2 separate regions of the Triticum aestivum genome follow, and region 1 is linked to region 2. Evidence: chromatin contacts called from public Hi-C data. All regions are on one chromosome and are shown on one strand. The core of a region is the stretch at or near the end of the contact, and the rest is flanking DNA. Distances in the headings are between cores, read along the strand shown. Region 1 holds the start of LOC123065590 (wax ester synthase/diacylglycerol acyltransferase 11). Region 2 holds the start of LOC123070560 (beclin-1-like protein).

Region 1 (5,044 bases), core at 561-3,060, 290 kb after region 2:
CTGAATTTTGGTACAAGATTTTAGGGATACAATTGATAGAAGGTTAGGTTTTGTTTCTAATTTCTGAACACTACGAGGCTCCCATGGGTTAGAGATAATGTAAGACAATAACATTGCTTGGTAATGGTTTGAGCCGAAGATGATAAATTTATTTTATTTATGTGCAGGGAAGTGTTTCATCATTCCTAAAGCCTGATAACACACTGCCTTGTAGAAGCTTCGTTTTATGCTTTATAGTGGAGTAACTGTCCAGATTTGAAACAACCAACGTTTTGAACTACTGAATGCCGCATTCTTTGTGGATGGCATAAAAACATAAAACTTGTTTTATTTAACTGAGATGATGCACTGCCAACTTTGCTGGAAAACCCATTGGATTTATGGAGTACTCAGTGTAACGGAAATGCTAATCATCTTGATATCTTGCAAACGCATATATTTTCTGTTTAGAAGTCATTTGTGTGTCCTACAACAGTTTTTCATTGGCATATGATCCTCCACTCCATGTTGTTTTGTTCAAACGTATTGATCCTCGCAGAGGAGGAAAACCGCATGGAGTGGGAGAGAGTAGTTCCTCAGGGAGGGACAGGTTGGTCCCTGGCACCTGGGAGAATACACGTTCAAGCTTGACTCCATAATTGGTACCTAACCAGTCTTGTTCTATTATCAGAAAAACAGAGCAATAAGGGTGATTTTTAAGTCATGTTTCTAGACCAGCCCCTTAGCTATAGATAAGTTAATCCATATTTTCTAATAAGATCTCCATAGCAACATCTTTTCTTTTTGTCGTCATACATGTTCCTTCATCAAGTAACTCTTGAAATAACTAAGATGCATATCTTGCAGGAACCTCCATGGCACACGGAGTACAACTTGAAAATGCACCTCTCATTTCAAATTGGCTTTGTGCTTCATGTCAGTACTATCTTTCAAAACGCTATGAACAGATTATGATATGTTGTACTGAGTTTGATATAATGCCACTCACTGAAATCCGTACATTCCATATTTGGACCAGCTTATGGTCAGTGTCATACACACATTCTCATAACAAGCCGTTTCAAGTTATATATAGCAATATCATTGTACTAAAGCATTTTTCCCGTATATTTGCTCGGACAACATGTTTCATGCTTCCAACATTTTGACAGATTTCTATAATTTTATTGAAATAATGGACGGGCGCAGCAACGTGCGCCGCCGGCATGGTCTAGTGATATCTTGTGATCAATAAAGAGCGGTGTTTTCTCTCTAACAATGATCGCGTTGCAGCGGTTCTGAAACAGGAGTCGTCACGAGAGCGACGGATCCCGTGTCGACGCCCACAGGGTGTGAGACGGTCCGTCATCGCCGGTTATATTGGAATTTGGAAGGAGAAATGTACACGACACCGCCGATCAAATGCATCACTTCAAGAAAGTTAACCATCAAAGCCGGTCGCGTGTGGAGTGTGGAGTGTGGAGATTCCCGGCTCTGCGCAGCGCTCTACACTGCCAAGCCGGCGGGTGACTTTCGCACCAGTTCCAACCTGCGCTGCTCGGTCGCCACGGCTTGCTACCACAAACGAAATCACAGCTCAGCCAGTCAAAGCACACCCCGGCAGTAGTTTCGCACGTTGCGGCGCCCGAGCAGACGCAGGCGCACATAAATGCTTCCCGAAGAAACGAAAAAACAAGCGCACGGCAGCGACGCGCGCGCGCGTGGTGTCCAAGCACTTGCACCGGCACCGTCCCGTGCGCCGTGCGTCACGACTACATAAGGGGCGTGGACCTGTCCACAAGCACAGACGCGCGCGGTCACGTGGTAGTGGCGGAAAGGATGGATCGCCGCCGCGGGAGTGCGCTGCGGAAGCGGCCGTCGGCGATAGACGCGAGGTACGCCCGCGAGACGGAGAGGGGCGGCGGGGGCAAGACAGGCGAGGGCGAGGAGCCGGTGAGCCCGACGGGGCGGTTGTTCCGGGAGCCGCACTTCAGCTGCTACATCGTGTCCGTGTTCGGCCTCGGCGCGCGGGTCGACCTGGCCGGCGTGCGGGCCGGGCTCGAGGCCACCCTCGCGCGCCACCCCCGCTTCTGCAGCGTCCAGGTACGCACGCGTGCTCCCGCCATCGTTCCGTCTTGATTCATTTTTGGACCACCATGCTTTTGATGTGCCGTGCGTAGAATGATCATGTTGCACCGGCGTTCACTGGGAGATTTAGAGTATAGAGTACTGAATGTGTACTGTTCCTCGTTCCCAAGTTCTATTGCTGCTTCAGTCGGCCCAAGCACTCAGGCTGGCCATAGCGGGGTAACATAACTAGTATCATATACTTGAAACTCACAAACATGCTTACGTGGTAGATAATTAAAGAAGAAAGAAAGGGTCATAGTAACATAGATATATATCGTATCATAATAAATGTTATGCTACTATGTGTCATGCATGACAATAAATAAGACCACATATGATACTACTTCCTCCTTTCCGGTTTATAGGGCTTATCTCAAAATTTTAGTTTTTCCATTTTATAAGGCTCAATTTGGTTGTTTCCCATCACATGTTCAGATTTCAAGGTGCATTAAATCATTGCATGCAAGTATTAAGAGGAAATTAACCAATGCATGTAATTTATGCATGCATGCATTGCAATTAATGCATTGGTAACATACTTTTTGAGGAAAACAAAAGCATTAATTGGGTGCTTTTGCAAACTCCAAAAGGTATTCCACCAATCACCATCTATTTTGGTTGGTGAGATTTTTGAATTGAGCCTTATAAACCGGAAAGGAGGGAGTATTTTATGATACTATGCACTATAGATGTAGTATTATACACTAGGATCATATGCATGATACTAGTATATGTTACTCCCCACTATGACCAACCTCAGTGTGTATAGAAGAAAGCGAGTGCTAACAACTACTACCTTCGTCCTGGTTTATAGGTCCACTTTGTAGTTGTGCCAAATTTTGACTAAAGATTTAACTAACAAAATATTAATGCATGTCGAAAAAAATTATCTTATTGAATTCGTATTTGAACATAGTTATCAAAAATATAATGTTTGGTGACATGCGTGAACATTTTGTTGGTTTAATCTATGGTCAAAATTTGGCACGAAATACAATGGGGACCGATAAATCCGGACGGAGGTAGTATCACTAAGACTGCTCATAGTGGGGAGTAACATAGAGTAGTAACTTGCCAGTGTTACTAGTCGATGTTACTACCTCCATAGTGGGTAGTAACATATGAGTGGTATCATGAAAGAGTTCATTTATTAGGCTATAGACTCATTATGTCTTGAAATGTGCGATGTTACAGTAACTAGCTAAGTTACCACAAATCCCTCTCTCCTCATTAATTAGCTGCCACATAAGCAATCTTGTATTGAAATGTGTGATGTTACTAGTTAAGTTACTCCGATTATGACTAGTCTAATGAGCTAGCGTTCTTTGTTGAACTTTTCCTGTTGGTTCGGAAGTTCAATAGTGAGTTTTCGAGATACAGTTGCAGAGTTGGGCTCCTCGGTAATAAGTTGTTGATAGTTCAGTGTATTAATTGGTCCTGCAATCTGCAGTATTATCATGTGTTCCGTGTGCCTAAAGAAACCACTCTCTGCCGTCCGAACCGCATGATGTGATTTTTGATTCTGTAGCTCGACTGATCGATCCAAATGATCCAATCAAGTACGAGCTTGGCAGGCTCCCATTCGTTCGCGCCTAGTTCAATCACTGTATCTGATCAACGTGTAGTACGATTAACCAAACCAAACCTCATTTCTGAAGGAACTAACTGCGTGCTAGCAGGGAAAACCCAAAGTAAACACAAAATTTCAGTACTCTTCTTATGCATCACATCACAAGCCATGTCTGCAGGTGGTGGACGAGCTGGAGGAGGACGCGAGGCCCAAGTGGGTCCGGACCACGGTGAACCTCGACGACCACGTCATCGTCCCGGACCTGGACCCCACTGCCACGTCCGCAGACCCAGACCGGGCCTTGGAGCACTACGTGTCGTCTCTGTCCACGCTCCCCATGGACCACTCCCGCCCGCTCTGGGAGCTGCACGTCTTCGACTTCCCCACCTCCGACGCCGCCGCCGCCGTCGTGCTTCGCGTGCACCACTCCGTCGGCGACGGTGTCTCGCTCCTGTCCCTCTTCATCGCCTGCACCCGCCGCGCTGCGGACCCGGACGCGCTGCCGGAGCTGCCGACCACCGGCGCCCCCCGTCGCGCTGGCCCCGCGTACGCCCTGCGTTCGCGCCACTCGCCGTCGTCATGGGGCGCCCTGGCGGTCCTCGCCGCGTGGGTCGTGTCGCTGCTCGTGCTCGCGTGGCACACAGTGGTGGACGTTTTGTGCTTCTCCGCGACGGCGACGTGGATGCTGCGCGACCCGCCGACGCTGTTCAAGGGCGCGGAGGGCGTGGAGTTCCGGCCCAAGCGCTTCGTGAACCGCACGCTCAGCCTCGACGACGTCAAGTACGTCAAGAACACCATGAACTGCGTACGTGGATCCTCAAGTCCTGCCTACATAGTCGATTATTCTTTTTCTCTGAAAGATGAGTTGTGTGATCGATTAACTCGCTGGATTGCGATCCTTCTCTGCAGACCGTAAACGATGTGCTGCTTGGGGTGACGTCTGCGGCGTTGTCTCGGTTTTATTTTCGGAAAACAGGTGAGGGCGAGCTCAAGTAATTTTACTTTGTTGTCTTGTTAATAATTTGTGAGAACTAGGTTGTCGAATTTCTGGTTTCTCATCCGGGTGGGCTTCTTCTATAAACCTAAGTCCTGGGTGCTAGTGCCCATGGATCTCATTTTTTTTAATAATTTGTAATTGACCAGACTTAAATAATTTCAGGAGAAAGTGGTAGAAAGAGCATCAAGGTGCGGTCCACTCTTCTTGTTAACCTGAGGAAGACGCCCGGTCTACATGTAAGCGCGGCGGCGAGCATCCATCCATGTCCTCACTGATAATTTGTGCTTAGTCGTCCCATGTCCTTCTCCTCGTTGATTAATGTGCGTTGCGGCGGCGTAGGCACTGGCTACGATGATGAAGTCCGGCAA
Region 2 (4,910 bases), core at 1,885-4,384:
TTTTGATGATAGAAAGACTGATTATTTCTTAGTGCTTCATCTCCTAAGCTATGCAAAACGCGGACTACTATAGTGATGATTCAACTTGTCACCCAAGACTTGCAAACATAGATAAGAGAGAAGAATTTTGATGGGAGAAAGACATATTATTGCTTGAACTTGTAAGTTATGCAATGCATAGACTATTATAGAGATGACCCAACTTGTCACCAAAGACTCCAAGGGATTAAAATCCAATCTAAAGTTTAGTAAAACTATTCTGATCATTAGTTAGAATTGCCAGGTCAAAATTTCTAGTACTCCCTCCGATCCATATTAATTGTCGCAGGTTTAGTACAACTTTGTAAAGCAGCGACAATTAATATAGATCAGAGGGAGTAAGAAAATTTTCTAATCAAACAAATACACCAATACTGACGTAGACAAGAGGGAGGCGGCAACTCCTGCTGTCCTAAGGGCCCATAACTGCAGTACACCGGCTATAGTACCTCGATGATTATAAGTCAACTGTTATCACAGGTGGAGTCCACTGAATGACAATGGAAGTTCTACACGAGCTAATTATGCACATGAGTACAATATATATGAGCTTTGCATTAAAAAAATCCACAATTCCCATCAGCACCTCATGTAAAGATAAATTGGCCATAGAATAGGATGGGCTAGTGTTTCGGAGGGTAACATTAAACTTGTTGAGTATCAGAAAACAAACTATTGTGATTAGAACCATGAATGCTATTTGGATGAGCTGAAATTAATTTGATCTTTAAAACTCTGGTTTAAGTAACTTGTACTGTCACTGTGATAGTATGACATGTGTATAAAAATTATGCTATATTACCACTAATTGGTACTAGCAGCTGACTTATTGTCAAGTTAATGAATTTCCCCGAGAATTCAGCTGCCTAGAGCAACATTTCCTTTTATTTGTGACAAAATCACTACTACCTATCAACATGTCTGGCACAGTGTTGTTATGTAACTGTGGTGATAAATATGTACCCAGAGGGGTTAGAAACACAACATACCTCCAATTCTGCTGCTGAACTGAATGTTGCCAGGTCCACAGGCTCCTCTGAAAGAAGAGACTTGTTATTTACATCAGCAGATTCTTCCCCTGGAGGCACCACAGGGTCATTAAGGAGTGATGATGTAGCTGAACCGGTGTTATCCACATCTGTTCTATCATCTGATTTCAGAACTTCTTCTGAAAGAGCATTCTTACCATTCTCAGAAGTTCCATTTTCAGAAGTGTTCTCAGGAGCATCTGATTTCAGAACTTCTTCTGAAAGAGCACTCTTACCAATCTCAGAAGTTCCGTTTTCAGAAGTGTTCTCAGGAGCAGGCTGAACTGCCGTTCCCCCCTCACACTCCAAACTACCTTGTGACTCAAAATCACATCCTGATCTAATCTTTACTTCCATGGATTCCTGAAGAGCATTTCCATTTTCCTCTGAATCACTGCTCTGGGACTTCTCACCTGAGGACTCTCCTTCTGAATGTGACCCAGAAACTGAAGCCAGATCAACCTTTTCCTCCTCACTTTTGTTGGATTCATTTGAGTAATTCCCATGATCAAGAGCTATGGGTTTTGCATCTGCCCCCTCATTATCGTCCACATCACTGTCACTGTCACTATCACTCTCATCATCTGCTACTTTCTTTTTGCCCATCCTGAAACAAGTTGATTCAATCAGGCAGTTAGCACCGTAAAATAGAATAACACACACAGTCCAGTATTCTTCAGTGTAACATGCTTGATTATATTAGCTTCCTGAAATAAAGGTGCACATTTGCAATAGAGAAACCTTTATAGCCTCTCATCCCTCAACTGACTGAAACTAGCCACTTACGAGAGCAACTACTATATACATTTCAGTACAAATAGAACATAGAAGTATAATACACCACCAATATATCATGTTTGTCACAGAAAATCGAACATAGAGCACCACCGTATTTGTGGTTACGATTTAAGCTAAAATAACTTTTAGACAGGATCTCAAGCATGTAAAAAGCACAGTCCAGACTTATCCTTGGCATCCAGACTCAATTGTACCAGACAAGCTACTAGATTATATAAACTTGGCTAACATCTCAACAAAATCAAACACTAAAATTCCAGAGGAAAACAAATACATTTATGAAATAAGCTACTAATTCACAAAATGAACTATGGTTGAAACAATATGCATCAGTTTATCAAATTTATACAGTGGGGTATACACCACAAAAGAAAAGTTGTTGTTTTAGCACTCACCAAATTTTAAGCTTCTTTGCATCACGTGGCTTGGGGACAGCCTTCCTCTTCCCAAGGGAGGCACGTACCGACTCCTCCACGGCGTTGACGCAGCTCTCGGCATCCTTTCGGTACTTCTCAAGATACTTGTCAACCTCGGCAGCTCGGGCGCCGCCGCGGCCTGACTCTTTGGCCTTCTTCTTGAGGAAGTCCTCGGCAAGTTTCTCGAGCTGACGATCTGCGGCCTCGGCCCTCCACTCCTCGAGGCGGCGCTCCGCGTTGACGTGGCGGAGCCGGCGGCCGTTTATGTCGCGGCAAGCGTCGAAGTTGCTGGTCTTCTTCTGGCCGGCCTTGGAGGCGGCCCCACGGAGGAGGGAGCCGAACCCGCCCTTGCCACCGCGGAGGCGGAGGAGCGCGGACGCGGAGGGGAATTGCCCGTCGGGGAAGGATGCGAGGACGGAGGAGGGCGAGATGTCGAGGCGGCCGGTGACGAGGCGGAGGGAGGCGGCGGGGACGCGGGAGAGCGCGGAAACGGCGTCGAGGAGCGCCGCGCCGGAGACGGTGGGCGTGGAGAACCGGAGGCAGTGGGTGCGGCCGTCGAGGAGCCGCACCAGGATCTGGTACCGGGAGGCCTCGGCCATGGCGCGCGGTGGACGGTGTTGGTCGGCGAAACCCTAGCGTCCTACCTCTGGCCTCTGGCGGAGGTCGTGAAGGGAAGGGGAAAAGAGAGAGAGGGCGCTAGACTTTTGTTGACTATGATGATGAAGCGCCGGATCGGCCCCAGAATACTCACGCCGTCGGATCTCGCGTTCGGGAGCCTATCCGTCCGTCCGCGTGCGTCCCCGATTATTCCACAGGTCGGTCTGCCCAAGCAAAGGAATTGGCCGACGCGGAGACCTCCAAGCCCAGATCCCCTTCCCCTCCGACGCCGCCATCGCCCGCTGGCCTCCCTCGCCTCTCCCTTCTCCGCCTTGTCTCTGCTCCTCTCCGCTCCGAGGCCACCGCCACCCGCCGCCGTTCTCGGCCTACTTCCCCGGTCTCTCCCCGTACACCAGCACAGGCCACGGCGTCCCACCGAGAGAAGACACCGCTGACAGGCGGGTCCAACACGTGGTGTGGGCGCCCCACGTCAGGGTGACTTCCGTACTCATTTCTGCGTGCGGTTGAAGTCACCCCGATTCGGTCCGCGACTCCTCCCGTCCCTCCCTCCTGGTGTGGAGTCCAGGTCGGACTCACCGCGCCTCCGATTCGATCCCCCCTCCCCACGCCGGGGTTCATCAGGAATCCTAAGCTTGGAAGCGCGGAGGAATTCTGCATACACATAGCTTCAGAATCCCGCAAGCGCGAGAACGCCCGGAGCTAAACCCGAGTTACTGCTGCGACATGAAGCCCAAGGCCGCCGCCGGCGAGAAGGGCCGCGGAGTGGACCCGTCGCTGCCGCGGTTTAAGTGCCAGGAATGCCACCGGGCGCTCCTCGTCGTCGGCGTGGAATCATTCCCTGATAGGTTGCCTGCTCACGCCAACTCCGGTACTTTTTTGCCTCCGTTGGATTCGTTCCTCTTTATTATGAGCCTGTAGCGATTGCATAAGTTTTAATCTAGCGCTGCTTTGCGGTAACAATCGAGGGAGTGCCGGTTCTATGTGACGGCGCAACTGAATTGTGTGTGACAAGTGCAGTTTTCTCTAGCAAACATAGGGTATGTTGAGTGATATAGGTTCTGATGGAATTGTTGATAGCTGTTTCTGGAGAACTCTAGTTTTTGACTTGTTTGCACTCGATATTTGACGAGAAATACAACTCTGCTACCTGTTAAAGGGATATTATTGCATTTATAAAAAATGAACCAGTGAATGCTTGCACCTGTAAAAGATAAAAATTCATACAGTGATAACTGATGCATCGGTGTCTCGGATTTGTCTTTGAAGCAGTTGAAGTTCCATTTGTTTGTTCACACTACTAAGTAAGTTTCTCGAAGATTCTATTTTGTGGTAGTAATGGTTATTACTTCTTATTATGCCATCAATGGTTCAGGTATGCATGCATCCTCTGTTCAAGGCAGTATTATGGGGGCGAGCAGGATGGACAGTTCTTATGTTGTGTTGTCCAAGCAGAACAGATCTCAAGGCCCTGGGATTCCCCCACGGCCACCAAATGCAGCAGCCCGGCATGTCGAGCCTAACCAATCAACAAGAGCAATAGAGGGATCATATATAATGCTTCCACCTGCCGCTGCTTCCATATACAAGACATCTACCTCCGAAGGTGGTGGCGCGCATCTGTCGCCTCCAAATCTTAACTCTACTAGCCCTTCACCAGGCAACAATACTGGATTTCACTCTAGTGTGACTGTCTTAAAGCGGGCATTTGAGATTGCTAGTTCACAAACTCAGGTAAATAAGTTACTTGAAACGTTTCATACTGGACCTGTTTGATTCAAAAGGATTTTCATAGCATTCTTGGAGGATTAAAATCATTAGGAATGTTTTCCTTCCTGTGTGGGTTGTTTGATTTGTAGAACTGAATCCCATTGGAACTTTTCCTGTGGATTTCTTTGCACTGTACTCCCTCTGTTCCAAATTACTCGTCGTGGTGCTAGCTTGGCTGAGATAGGAAGTTTCGATGTGTATGTAGATTTGGTACTTTGGAACGGAGGGAGTATTTCAAAGGAAA

The links. Hi-C and Micro-C count contacts between places; a contact is called where the count stands out from the background.
Region 1: a contact with region 2 is called in a Hi-C map of leaf, with 4 times the contacts expected there. The contact joins the promoter of LOC123065590 here to the promoter of LOC123070560 in region 2.

What each region holds. Positions count from the first base shown.
Region 1 is chr3B:495,326,752-495,331,795 of IWGSC CS RefSeq v2.1, forward strand. It overlaps LOC123065590 (wax ester synthase/diacylglycerol acyltransferase 11), which reads left to right and starts at 1,811. Exons shown (of 7, transcript XM_044488839.1): 1 at 1,811-2,082; 2 at 3,858-4,484; 3 at 4,589-4,655; 4 at 4,839-4,912; 5 at 5,016-5,044. The coding sequence starts at 1,811.
Region 2 is chr3B:495,038,912-495,043,821 of IWGSC CS RefSeq v2.1, forward strand. LOC123070560 (beclin-1-like protein) reads left to right here and starts at 3,135. Exons shown (of 10, transcript XM_044493810.1): 1 at 3,135-3,767; 2 at 4,272-4,630. The coding sequence starts at 3,623. LOC123070561 (replication stress response regulator SDE2) reads right to left here and starts at 2,977. Exons shown (of 4, transcript XM_044493812.1): 1 at 2,261-2,977; 2 at 1,226-1,674; 3 at 1,029-1,117. The coding sequence starts at 2,880.